2 separate regions of the Sus scrofa genome follow, and region 2 is linked to region 1. A link is a contact called in public Hi-C data. All regions are on one chromosome and are shown on one strand. Each heading gives the region's core, a stretch centred on a gene start, on an enhancer-like site or on the middle of the called end of the contact. The rest is flanking DNA. Distances are from core to core; before and after follow the strand shown. Region 1 has its middle 120 kb from the start of GADD45G. Region 2 overlaps LOC106505879 (a long non-coding RNA gene).

Region 1 (6,882 bases), core at 2,507-5,006:
GTGGGGCTCCTGTCAGAGGAAGGCTGGGGTTTCCTTCCGGAATATCAGGAGGGTGCCCCTGCTGGCAGTGCTTTGGGGAAATGGGACACATTGCCCCCGGCCCAACAATGGCTCACGGACCAGGGCAAAGCTGGCTGCTCCTTGCTTCCTCGGACCCTTTCCCCCTGCCCCCACTCTCGCCAAGCCACTTCCCTGGCAGGGAGCCTGCAGAGGCAGGAGCCCCGGCCCTTGCATTGGATGGCAATGTCATCTCACTCCCTGCAGGGGAGGCTTGGTCCATCCTTCTGAGACGCTCCTGTGATGAACAGACCATTGGAGGGGTCGGGGGGAGGGTGAGTTTGTCTCAGGGAGTTTTCATTACGTCACCCGCACTGTTAGGCTCTCCCTTGACGTGGGTTTTGTCCTGTAGGCAGGGCAGTGCGGGGCCAGGCGGGGCTGTCGGGGGCAGAGGGGAGTGCGTCCCAAAGGTCTTGATAACGCCTGCAGAGCCTCCGCTGGCACTCAGCCCCAGTGAGCTCACCCCGGGAAGGTCCCTGACCTCATTCCTACAGGGTGTTTTCCTGGCTTCCTGAGTCGCCAAGATTAGCTGCATTTCCCCCTCTTAGGAACCGCAGCTTGATCTGCCGCAGGAGGTCCTGCAGCTCTGCACGCCTGCAGGGGGCTTGAGCGCTCGCAGGGAGGATCCCCAGGTTACCAGCCTGGCTGGGGTTGGGCCTTGGTGAGACTTCAGTGATGGCCTGACCCATGCAGAGACGGGTGATACACGCATTTCTCTTACGATCCGAAGGCCTTTTTCCCCAGTCAAATAGTTTAAAGGCTTGAAATCTGGTTCATCTGGAAGTGACCACTCTTGCATCTCGGGGTGGTTGTTAAAATGCACATTCCTAGACCCCTTGCTAACAATTTTAATACAGATTGTGTATGTGTATGGTGTGTTGTGTGCATATGTGTGTGATGTGGTACGAGATGTGTTATGTTGTGTGTATATGTTCGTGGTGTGGTATTTGTGGTGTGCGTGGTGTGTATATGCATTGTGTGTGTGTGGTATGTTGTGTGGTACGTGGTGTATGTGTTATGGTGTGTATTCGTGTGCGTGTGTGTATGTTGTGTAGTCTGTGTGTGTGTGGTGTGTATATGTGTTGTATGCATGTGTGGTGTATGTGCACTGTGTGTGTGTGGTATGTTGTGTGGTGTGTATGTGGGGGGTGTATGTGTAGTCTGTGTGTGTGGTGCGTGTGTGTGTGTGTGTGGTGTGTGTATATGCATTGTGCATGTGTGGTGTATGTGTAGTGTGTGTGTGTAGTATGGTGTTTGTGGTGTGTATGTGTATGGTGTGTGTGGGTGTGGGTGGTGTATGTGTAGTGTGTGTGGTTTATACGTGTGTTGTGTGTAAGTGTGCCTACGTATGGTGGGAGGCGACAGGGAGCTTCATTTGTTACCAGTGCTCCCAGTACAGAGGTTCTGGAAATCATATTGCTTCAAAAGCCTGGGTCAGGCCTGACAAGTGGGGAGGACAAAAGCAGTCTGGACAGTCAGTTAAAGAACCAGATCCCACGCTCAGTGGGGTGTTGGATTGCAGTAAACCCGGGCGCTCCTCTTCCTGCATCTCGTGAGAAGATCAGGGCGGCGCGGTCCCCAGCGCCCGTCTGTTTGTCCAGGGAGCAGTTTGTCAGGCAGCGGGAGTCAGTGGTCACACCCGCCCTCTGTGGTTGGGGGCCCAGTGAGTGTCAGCAGGCAGGACACTGTTTAGACAGAAAGGACTTGCCTTTCTGTCAACACTGGAGCATTTGTCTCCTGCGGGCTCCGTGGGAGCTGTTTACAGGAAGCCTCTGGAGCCCCTGGTGCAGCGACGGTTCTCAGGGCTGGTGCGGGGGCAGCATCCAGGCACCTGGTGTGGTTCTGCTCTCTGGCTTTGCCAATAACTCCAAGTCGAGTTTGGTTTAAAGGATATTTCTAGTTATCTACCGAACAACAAATTGATAGCTGCTTTCTTTTACCTAAGAAAGTTCCCATGTTGGTACTTTATTTTTTAAATTTGATTTAACTTTTTATTTTTTTAAATTAAAGTATGGTTGATTTACAACGTGGTGCCAGCTCTTGCTGTACCGCCGAGTGGGGAGTTTGGGGTTAGTAGATGAAACTATTACATTTAGAAAAGCAATGAGCTCCTAACGAACATCTAGTCTCCTGGGTATGATGGAAAAAGAATGTGCCTGTATGTATGACTGGTTCACTTTGCTGTGTGGTACTGGTACTTTAGATACTTTGGTCTTTCAAAATTAATTTTTATTGTGCAATATTTGAGTTTGTGGCATCTGGGTCCGAGTTTAAGTCTTTTCTATGAGATAGTCTCTTTTCTTATGATATATGGTATGATACATATGTCTATCTATATCTAAACTATCTAGCAGTGCACCATATATACCATGTAGCCTAACTGGATAAAAGTGCAATAACCTACTTTCTCTCCCCACCAGCTCTCCCAGTGCCTTCATTTCAGATGGGAAGGGCTTCTCAATTGTCCCCAACCTAGTGATTCAGGCTCCCAGCTCCCATTTCATCAGTGTGTGGTTGTCTCGCCGACATGGCTCTTGCTGTTGGGTGCCCCCTGTGCCTTGTTCCCTGTGCACATCCAGTCCACCGCGGTCCACGAGAGAGGCGTCCTGCCTGGCCCTGACCTCTGCAGGTCTGCTCCTTGTCCTCCTTGGCCACCTTCAACGTGGGGACTTTGCCCGCTGCCCAGCACTGTTACAGCTCTCTTCCCTGCAGCCTCCCTCTGGGTTGTCTCTATTTCTCTCCAATGAGATTGTTCCTCTTTAAGGCTGACTGGAGTTCTTCCTTGCCTCCTTCCACCTCTAGGTCTCACCTAGACACTGATGCTTCTGGTGGGCAGGCCCGGCTGAAGGCTGCTCACTGCCTTGGGGTTTGCTGTTGCTGCCACCATGCAGGATGAGGGGAGAGAGGTGTGTGTTCTGAGAGCCCCAAGGGCCCCCTTGACTCTATAGTCTTGGGCTTTCAAACTCCTGTGTATCAGCAGAAACATCTCTTTAAATGTCCAATATGCACAACAGATGGGACAGAGCCTGCCCAGCTGTGGTGGTGGGCCCCGTTTACTTCTCACACCCCACATAGCACCCCAGGGAGGCTTGAGAAACCCAAAGCCTTAGGGACCACAGGGCGTGCTATTTGAGCACTTTACCCCTAATAATTACACAAAAGGGCTCCAGGATTTTTTTTTTTTTTTTTAAAGGGCTGCACCTGCTGCATATGGAAGTTTCCAGGCTAGGGGTGGAATTAGAGTTGTAGCTGTCAGCCTATGCCATAGCCACAGCCAGAGAGCCACAGCAACATGGGATCTGAGTTATGTGTGCGACCTACACCACAGCTCATGGCAATGCCAGATCCTTAACCCACTGAGCGAGGTCAGGGATTGATCTCTTGTCATTATGGATATTAGTCGGGTATGTAACCCGGTAAGCCACAATGGGAACTCCCCAGAATTTTTCTTTTTTTCCTTTTGGGGCTGAAGAAAACAACATTTGAATGGGTTTTTAGTTGGAGAGGAAAGACTCCTTTCGTTAAAACGCCTTTTGTGTTTGCCCTTTCCTCTTCTTTGTGTTTTCAGGGAAAGTTGGAAAGGAAGAATTGATTCTGCTGTTTGGATGAGCCACTTTCCCCGTGCAGGTGGAGGAAGGCCTCGGCCCAGGAAACAGGAGAGTGTACAAACAAAGCATCTATTCTATAAATAGTCCTCCCTAGGCATGACTCAGGGGGCCTGGACCAGCCACTCCAGCCACGCAGGCTGACGAATCCTGTGTTACGGAAACGTTGCAAAAGCAGCTTGTAATTTGTTGTTCTTCATTCCTATGTTGCTTTGAGAGAGCGAGAGAGAGAGAGGGGCTGACTTTCCTTCCTTGGCGGATCATAACCCACATCACTGCTGATTTGAAAAAATCATTGTGTCCTGGACAATCACAGTGTCCGTCGTTCTTGGAAGACAGATGTGGAGGCCACCGTGCTCTGTGTCGTGCAGCTCCGAGGTCGAGTAAAAGAGCAGGATCCCGGCCTGCAAGGTCAAGGAAATAACACACAGCTGCTCTGTACAGCTCTTCTTGCTGGTTGGCAGATGTGCACGCAGCAACAGGGAAAACCATCTTCTCTTTTGAAAACAGTGGTGATTTACAGAGAAAGTGTATTACGTGGCTGGTACATACCTGTCTAGAAAGCTTAGGTTGAAGGCAGCATCATAAGAAAATCAACCCCCACTCCCCCCCGCCCCACCCTGGCAGCCTGAATCCTTTTGTGGGAAATTGTTTTCCAGATAATTCTGCTGTCCTTGGGGCTTTTGGAACAAGGAGAGTGATTTAGTATCTTCCAGAGACTTCTGTAATTCCCGGGCTCTGGGCCACGCTCTGTCCGTGTTTTCTTCCTCTGGTTCCGTGCAAAGAGGATGGGGTGCTGGGAGGTACGTTCGCAGAAGGACCCGGGATTTTAATCGTCAAGAGCTGGCAACCCTGTCAGAGACTTGGGACAGGATATCAGTCTTTGTTTTACGGCCTAAGTTGAGGCAGGAGTTTTGTGAATTTTCTCTCTGACGCTGCCGTCACAAAGACTTATCGGTGGCCTGGCAGTTGAAAAGGTCACATTGGGATTTCTTAATCCTGGGTCCACAGACCTTTAGGCAGCCACTGGAATGTTTCGGGGGGCGGGGTGGGGATTGCGAATGTGGATGAGGATGCACTGTGGCTTCCGTTTCACTAGCCTCTCGCTTCCACATTGCTGTCTGCCCTGTTGACGGGACCTTGGACCACCCATCGGCAGGATCACAGCTCACCTCCTTTTGGGACAATTGTTGCAGACACCTTAACATTCCCCCTTATGCTTATCAACGCCTCAATGTGGTAGTTCATAGAGCAACTCCTGATTCGTGATTTAGTATCTTTGTGAAGAACCTTTCAAATTATAACAATTATTTTTTATAGCTCGAGTTCACTCTGATTGGTTTCCTTCGTAATTCTGCACATTTTATGAATTTAATTAATTAATTAATTTTTTGTCTTTTGAGGGCCTCACTGGCACATGGAGGTTCCCAGGCTAGGGGTCTAATTGGACCTGCAGCTGCCGGCCTATACCACAGCGATAACAATGCAGGATCCCAGCCACGTGCATCTGCAACTTACACCTCAGCTCACGGTAATGCCAGATCCTCAACCCACTGAGCAAGGCCAGCAATCAAACCCGCAACTTCATGGTTCCTAGTCAGATTCGTTTCTGCTGTGCCATTAAGGGAACTCCCTCATTTTATTAATTTAAAAACACTATTCCATGAAGGGGTCTATAGGTCTTGTCAGCCTGCCTTAGAAATCCATGCACAGACATTGTTCAAAACCCCGTGGGAGGAGTTCCCTTCATGGCTGAGCGGTTAACGTTCCCGACTAGGATCCATGAGGATGTGGGCTCCGTCCCTGGCCTCCCTCAGTGTGTGGGGATCCTGCGTTGCTGTGAGATATGGTGTGGGTTGCAGACATAGCTCGGATCCCGCACTGCTGTGGCTCTGGTGTAGGCCGGCAGCTGCAGCTCCCACTCGAACACTAGCCTGGGAACTTCCCTATGCCACAGGTATGGCCATTAAAAAAAAATTATAGTAGTAAGAAAAAAAAGATAATGTCAATGGACAGAAAGACAAACTCTGGTCCAAAATGCGCTTTAAGAGTTCTTCTGGGGAGCTTGGATTTTTGTGGTGGTGAAGCATGTAGTAATTCCTGATGTGGTCACTTTCGGGACGGTCATCAATATTCAATTGATAATCTTTTTTTGCTTTTTTTTTAGGCAAATGAGCATACTTAGCTTTCATAATCAGAATGCAAAGTAGCAAAACACCAGAAACTTTCATGGAATCAGCAAGAGCAGAGGTAGTTCTACCTACTAGTTAATTTCATTGAGGGAAGCAAAGTCCTTTGGAAAAGAAATTGACAATGATTTCACTTTTTGTTAGTTTCCTATTTTCTGTTTAGTCCGGGTTTTTTTTTTTTTTTTTTTTTTTTTTTTTGTGATCTTCTGAGCCAGATACTTTTTTAAGAGGCATACCAAGCAGGTAAGGATTCCACAGAGTACGTATTCTGGATGGGCAGCCTTGCTGCCAGCAAGTGTGGGGACCACTGTGTTTCACCCACTCCATCTGTGCTGGGGAGACAGGCACACAGGCTCAGAGTTGCCTGTCTTTTCTTTGCCACTGGAGATGCTACTGCCATGCGTGATCTTCGCAGGCAACTCAGAACAACAATCAAGCCCAGATTCCATGTGTGAGCCCAGCATTCAGCACTGTTGATTCTTGCTGGGTGAGAAATGGGAAGTGCCAACATCTTTTGCTTGTGCTCAGAAACGAAACAAAACAAACCAACTCATGTGGCTTAGCAAACATTCTGCATTACTTTGTGTAAGTGAGACATTTAGAATTCGGATGAAGGGGATGCGAAGATCCCATGGGACCAGGCATTTCCTTACTCACCCAAAGTGAGTAGGAGGTCCGCTCCCAGCACCCTGGCCTCCCTCTCAGATGCGGTGGTAACATGCAGATAGGCCTGGGGGGTGCAGGGCTGGCAGTGCTGCTACTCCATTTCCTAGGGCATGGTGGGCACGGGAACCACTGGGAAAGCCAGGATTCAACATGCGCCATCTCCCACGTGACTGCAAAAGAGTCAAATTTCAAGGGCTGGACAAGCATGGAACCTTCCAGTCCATGAGCATGATGCTTTGCTAAATAGCCTAAGGACACTTCCCTCTGCAAAGCTTTCTGTCTCCCACCCACTGATCTTCCCACAGAACACGTGTCCTCTCTTCCCTTTGACCCTTGAGTCTTTGCATAGATCTTGCACAAAATTC
Region 2 (6,882 bases), core at 2,061-4,560, 200 kb after region 1:
CCCAGCAGTTCTCTCTGTTCCTCTGACATCTGCTGCAGAGGCTGCTCTCCACCTGGGGTGAGGGACTCAGGCCACGAGGGATAGTGGTGGGCCCCTGTGTCCATTCTGGATGAGGCTTCTGCAGGGAGGAAGGCACACCCTCAGAATTCACTTGGGAGCCTGAATGATACTGAATATTGAAGCTCGAAAAGCTTGCAATCTATGATAGTTCTTCCAGAAAAGGTGGGAGAGTTGTGGGGGCTGCAGGTTGAAGCAAGGAGTCTATTCTTCTCCTCATGAAAGTTGGTCTTCTTTTTTTTTTCTAAATTAAAGTATAGTTGATTTACAATGTTGTGTTAGTTTCAGGTGTACAGCAAAGTGATTCAGTTATACATATTTTTTCAGGTATTTTTCTTATAGATTATTATAAAATGTTCAGTATAGTTCCCTGTGCTATGCAGTAGGTCCTTATTGGTAATCTACTTTATATATAGTAATGTGTTTATGTTAATCCCAAACTCCTAACTAATCTCTCCCCCCACCTCTTCCCCTTGGGTAACCGTATGTTTGTTTTCTATGTCTGCGAATCTATTTCTGTTTTGTATTTAAGCTCACATGTATGATTTTTTTTAGATTCCACATATGTGACATCATATGATATTTGTCTTTGTCTTACATCACTTAGTATGATGATCTCTAGATCCATCCATGTTGCTGCAAATGACATTATTTCACTCTTTTTTATGGCTGAGTAATATTCCATTGCATATATGTACTACATCTTTATATATTCCTCTGTCAGTGGACATTTAGGAACCTTCCATCTATTGGCTATTGTAAATAGTGCTGCAGTGAGTATTGGGGTGCATGTATCTTTTTGAATTATATTTTTCTGCTGATACATGCCCAGGAGAGGGATTGCTGGATCACACATGATCCTGAAAACTGGTCATTCTTAATGACTGGTAAGTTTAGGAAGGTTCGTGGGGTTCATGTCCTGTCCTATATTTACTCATTGGTTCTTCCTGAGCTCAAGGTGCATAATCTGGAAGACCAAGGGATCCAAGCTTGAGACAGGTCCGTGTATGAACCTCCTGTATGATGCCTGGCTTCCAGTTCCTCTGTATTTGCTTTCTCTGCAAGGGGACTGTCACGGAGAAGCTTCTTCTTTTAGCTGAGCTTGAGAAGAAGTAGAGCAGCATTCAGTGTCTGGGCTCTGTTCTCACTCAGAACTCTGTGGGGCAAGATCAAGTGGCGCTTTAACACTGTGAGCACAAGTCCACATTGTGCAATTATTATTCCCTAGATGGTTAGCATAGTGCTGGTGCAAAGTGTGTGTTCTCTGGATTCTTGTTGAGAACTACATGTGTTCAATGTGGTCCAGCACATTCACATCCAACCTTGTCCTCAGTGTGTCTTTTCTTCCAGACTAGATTATTTTGGCCTTTTTGGTGTGCATTTTTCTTTCCCTTTGCTCTTCCCTCTGCTTTCCTGCATCTTCTTCTGCAGAGAGCTTGAATCAATGGGATCAATGGGATGCTGAACTGCTTCCCTCTAACTGGGGATTATAACACTATTTCCGTGAAACTGAGAAAAATATTGAGAAAAAGTTGAGAGTCGCACTGAGCTCCACAAATCAAAACCAGGCAGGGTGGAACCAGCCTCTTCTCTCTGCTCTGCTCTCTCTCTCTCTCTCATCTCTCTCTCTCAAGCCACTGTTGTTCATAGCACTAGGTTAGGTGGTTGGTTGGGTTAAGTTTGAGATTGGCTTCGCTTTACTATACTATCCTGTAGCAGCAAGTTCCTCATGGGATCTATTTTAGAATCTGGTGGATGGGGTACCTGACCACCAATTTTAGTGTATGATGGCCTCCTCCTGACCAAAGAGCTGTTGGGTCGTATTTCTAACAAGTTGATGCGATATTTTCATTTTAATAACCTGCCCACCTATGATCTGAGAAACAGTCCTACTAAAACGAATGAAACTCCTCTCTTTTCTTCTCTCTCTTCTCAGCCTATTCAAGCCCTCACTTCTAAAAAACACACTCAAGGCTTCCCTATAAGTTGAGGCTGTTGGGGCAGTTGCTTCAGTCCTCAGCGCTTTGTTAGAACTGATCAATGTGCACTTAGTGAAGCCATGCTTTGTTCATCCCTCTAGTTTCCTACAACTGACTTCTTGATGGTCTGCACTCAATCCCCACCTCTGCAACTTGTGACAGACAGCCTCTAGGATGGCCCAGGAACCCTCACCTTCTGGTACACACACTCCTGTGTGGTTCCCACTCCTCGAATGTGGGCGGGGCCTGCAGCTTGGTTCTGACAAATAGGATAAGGCAAAAGGGTTGGGATTTCACTTCTGAGATTAGGTTGTAAAAAGATGGTGACTTTTATCTGGGTCTCTCTTGGTCTTCACAACTTGTTCTCTGGACCTGCCAGCAGCCATGTGGGCAACCTCAGAAGCTGCTCTTTCCCAAAGCCAACTTTGAGCTGACTGCAGCCCAACCAACACCCCAACTACAGCCTGTATGAGATCCTGGGTCAGAGACAGCTCACAAAGCCATGCCCTGAATCCTGATCCACAGGAACAGTGAGATAAGACATGGTTGTTGTTTCCAATCACTGAGTTCTGGAGGGATGTTTTATGTGGGCTATCTTTTAGAACCCCTTACAGATTCTTTTCTCCATCTTTTCTGTACTGTTCTCTAGAATTTTCCAGGGTTGAGGGCTTGCTTAAAATATACACATTTGATCCTACCCTCAGAGATTTCAATTGGATGGGGACACTGAAATCTCCGTTTTTAACAAGATTCTGGGGGCTATGGATGAAAGTTCAAGGAGCAAGCCTTGGGATTGCTGCCTGAGCACCTTTTGGAAGTGTTGTCACCACAGTTATAAGTTCATTCTGAGTCATAAAGGTGGAGATCTGCTTCATTTATGGTCATTCAGTATCATCTATGGAGCACATGCCACTTGTTATAGGTTGTATTTTCTAAAGAATTCTGAAACAATAGCTCCTATGTGCTCTTCTGCAAGGTGAGCTTAACACTCCCCTATTCCCAGGTTGAGTCTAATTCTCACCTTTATCTGAACTGGCTTCATGACTCACTTGTAATCAATAGTATGTGGTGGAAGTGACGCTGTGTGACTTCCACAGTGAGACCAGCAAAGCCATGCCTTCTGCCTGGTTCTTCAGGGACCCTGGCTCTACAGGAAGCCAGGGTCCATGAGGGAAGTTTGATGGTCTCAAATCACCATGCCAAAGAGGCCATGAGTACAGACTTTAGTTGACAGCTCTGCTCAGCTGTCACCAACAGCCACCATCATCTGCCAGCCATGTGAATGAGCCTTCAAGAATGGCCAGCCCAGTGAGCTTTTGGTTGACACCTGACTCTGACCCCTCTCTTTCCAAATTTCTGATTCAGAAATCATGGCGGCTTTGAGTGCATAAGTACTTTGGGGCACAGCTCTAGTGGAACACCACTCCAGCTGGAAATATAGATGAAAAGGCATGTTCTCTGCTCTCAGCTGAATAACTAAAACCATAGACAGAAAGAATTATAATCAAATAAAATGATTGTGATTTTCTGGGGAACATATACAGAGATAGAAGGCACCAAGGAGAATGAATCTGGAAGAGAAAAGTCATACGTAGCATTTGGGCTGAGGTTTGCCACACTCCCAAGCTGAGGGTGGTACATCTAGAAGCATCAACAAGCCCTGAAAATTCCATGCAATTCAAGGGGGGAGGGTGAAGGGCTGACAAAAGTGGGTAGGCCTGGCATGGACCAAAGAGCTCCTACATGGGGAACCAACTCTACCAGGCAAAAGAATGCTGACTTTATCTGGTCCCAGTGGGTGAGCCACCAGAGATTTTGGAATATGCTTACCTGGGTGGGATAAACATCCATTTGTTGGTTAAAATATATAAAGCTATAACACTTTGCCAATCAACTAAGGAGAAAAAGAAGTGAATTGCAACTAAAGCAGTTTCTATTTAAGTCCTTGTGACTCACCCTATGATTGAGCAGAGCTTACTTAAGGCCGGTGCCCTCCCTGTAAACACCTGTCACTTCCCTAGTTTGCAGAGATGCTGGGAGGCTAATGAGATCACATGTATGGAATGCACGCGAGCTTCTAAGAGAGAGAAACCAGATACATTCAAGATATTATTATCATTCCCCCCCACCCCCCCGCTGATCGTCTGGAAGTCAGCTTTCTAGCAAACCCAAGGGTTCAGAAGCCAGACATTTCTAAATAAAGGAAAAATAAAGAAAGGTATTTGGCCCCAGAGAAAGCAGGAAGCAGAACCGGAAACAACTGAAGAGCCAGAGATAACATGAAACAGGATACAGGCTGGTCACGAAGGAAATCCCCACACTTCTTGGAGGGAATGACAATAAAAGCCAAGCCATTGGATGTAGGCATCCAAAAGCAAGTGGTGCCATGGGGGAGGATGGACAGGAAAGGAAGGAAAGATAGCAGGCTGGTGGGCAGTGCAGAGATCAGAGGATGCTGGCCGGCGGTTTGAGAGTGGAGAGAGCGGTAAAGCTGGTGGAAGTCAAGGAGGAGGGTTTGGAGTGGCCAGTGGCCACCGGCCTCTCCCAAGCTTAGCAATGAACTTTTTTTTTGCAGAATGTCCTGCAGATCAGGGGGCATGATCTGCCTTTTTGGCAATGTGGATGTAGCAGATATTTCTAAGTAGTGAGGTAAAAAACCAGATGCTCTTAGGAGGAGCCCATGGTGTGACTGCTTGGGCATAGACTTGAGTTGGGGGGAGGGGCACAGAGGACAAGTTAGGAGGGCAGTTAGAACAGGCTGGGGAGGCTAATGTTCCACTAAACAAGACAATGGCTACCATTGTCATTGCATGGTTTCAATTGTCTGCCACTTACATGAATAGCATTTCCATATGGCCACACCCGTAAGACCTCCTGAATCATGACACCTCCTTTGCAAAACAAACACCCCATCAGGTATCCTAAGATTTTCTTGTACTCTTGCAGCCAGCTGAATGCACCAGATCTGGAGCAAGGAAGGGAAATGGGCGCAAACTCAGTCAGGGACTCTCCCTTGGGGGTGTGTATTTTTCCCATTTTAGCTGGAAATCCTTGGCTGCTCCTTTTGGTCGTGGGTCTGTGAACTCATGCAGCCTCTTGCTCTAGCCTCCTCGCTGTGGTCTGGATGCCGGAAGACTCTTTGGTCTTTGGAAAATGCTTCTCTGATCATGTGCCCTCTCTCTCACCTCAGACCTGCACCTCCTCCTCCCCCACCCCCACTGGGGTTCATTCTCTTTCTCCAGCCATTGCTTCCCAATCTTGGCTGCATGTTGAAATTGTCTGCCTTACCCATACGAACTATGGCAGGGTCCATGGGGGTGGGGTTGGGGGGGGGCGGTGTTTCCCTCTCCCCAGGTGATGCCCCCCAACATGGCCTCTTGACTTGGCTGAAATTGGTGGCTGCCATGTTGGTTTCTGGCATGCCTTCTGCCACCTCCCATCTGAGGTCACCCCTGCTGCCCCGCCACAGGTCATTAAGGAAGATTATTCCTCCTGTTCCTGACACTTGTCTTCTTTGCAGCTTCACATGTGTTTGCGTCAATTACCTGATGCAATGATGTTTCCTCCAGTGGATTGTAAACTCCAGACTGCCATGAACTAGGTGGGTTTTTGATCAGTATTGTGTACTTGGTCCTTGTCCCAGGGCCTGGCACGAAGTAGGTGGTCCATAAATATTGAATGAATAAACAGACAAATAAAGGAAGACTTTATTTTTTATAACTTCTCTAGACATCTCCACACACCCTTTTCCTTTCTATCCTTATCTTCACACATGGAGAAATGTGTGCATGCGTTGTTGCTGCTGTTTTTTCAGATGCAACTAAGTGTATAACTCCTTACTGCTTCATTTCCAGAGGCATCTCTTACAGAAAGAAGTCTGTGAGAAGGACAGTATCTTTCTCTCTGATTATCAGCCTGTGGAGGGACTTGGTTCCCTTTGGTGCCTGGTGCTCAAGACTGTGTTCGTTTTGGGGGAAGGGGGCTCTTTTCCTCACCTATGAGGTGGGGAAGGGCCTGATCTTGAGGCCATCCCCCCTGGTGCTGGTTTCAGGGCTCTGCATCCTCTTAGGAAGCACATATGGTGCTCTTTCCCTCTGCTTTCCTGCATCTTCTTCTGCAGAAAGCTTGAATCAATGGGATGCTGAACTGCTTCCCTCTAACTGGGGATTTTAACACTATTTCCGTGAAACTGAGAAAAATATTGAGAAAAAGTTGAGAGTCGCAGTGAACTCCACAAATCAAAACCAGGCAGGGTGGAACCAGCCTCTTCTCTCTGCTCTGCTCTCTCTCTCTCTCTCATCTCTCTCTCTCAAGCCACTGTTGTTCATAGCACTAGGTTAGGCGGTTGGTTGGGTTAAGTTTGAGATTGGCTTCGCTTTACTATACTATCCTGTAGCAGCAAGTTCCTCATGGGATCTATTTTAGAATCTGGAGGATGGGATACCTGACCACCAATTTTAGTGTATGATGGCCTCCTCCTGACCAAAGAGCTGTTGGGTCGTATTTCTAACAAGTTGATGCGATATTTCCATTTTAATAACCTGCCCACCTATGATCTGAGAAACAGTCCTACTAAAACGAATGAAACTCCTCCCTTTTCTTCTCTCTCTTCTCAGCCTATTCAAGCCCTCACTTCTAAAAAACACACTCAAGGCTTCCCTATAAGTTGAGGCTGCGTGTGTCCGGGATGGGGCAGTTTCTTCAGTCCTCAGCGCTTTGTTAGAACTGATCAATGTGCACTTAGTGAAGCTGTGCTTTGTTCATCCCTCTAGTTTCCTACAACTGACATCTAGGTACTAGTCTTCTAAACAAAAGATTGAAATGTTGCAAAGGCATTTTATGTGTC

What was found. Hi-C and Micro-C count contacts between places; a contact is called where the count stands out from the background.
Region 2: a contact with region 1 is called in a Hi-C map of skeletal muscle, with 4 times the contacts expected there. The contact joins two enhancer-like sites. A contact is called at or near these places in 4 of 47 Hi-C or Micro-C datasets (liver and skeletal muscle) and 1 of 2 datasets of contacts at active chromatin or transcription factors (skeletal muscle).

Annotation. Positions count from the first base shown.
Region 1 is chr14:1,287,130-1,294,011 of Sscrofa11.1, forward strand. No RefSeq gene overlaps it. Among named protein-coding and RNA genes, the nearest start is that of GADD45G, 120 kb to the left of the region's middle. Within about 2 kb of position 3,757, at least 23 of the 83 cell types and tissues checked have an H3K27ac peak or open chromatin away from gene starts, as enhancers often do. A contact at or near this core is called in skeletal muscle, where this site is marked.
Region 2 is chr14:1,488,996-1,495,877 of Sscrofa11.1, forward strand. All of the region lies in intron 2 of LOC106505879 (a long non-coding RNA gene), which reads left to right. Among named protein-coding and RNA genes, the nearest start is that of GADD45G, 330 kb to the left of the region's middle. Within about 2 kb of position 3,311, at least 3 of the 83 cell types and tissues checked have an H3K27ac peak or open chromatin away from gene starts, as enhancers often do. A contact at or near this core is called in skeletal muscle, where this site is marked.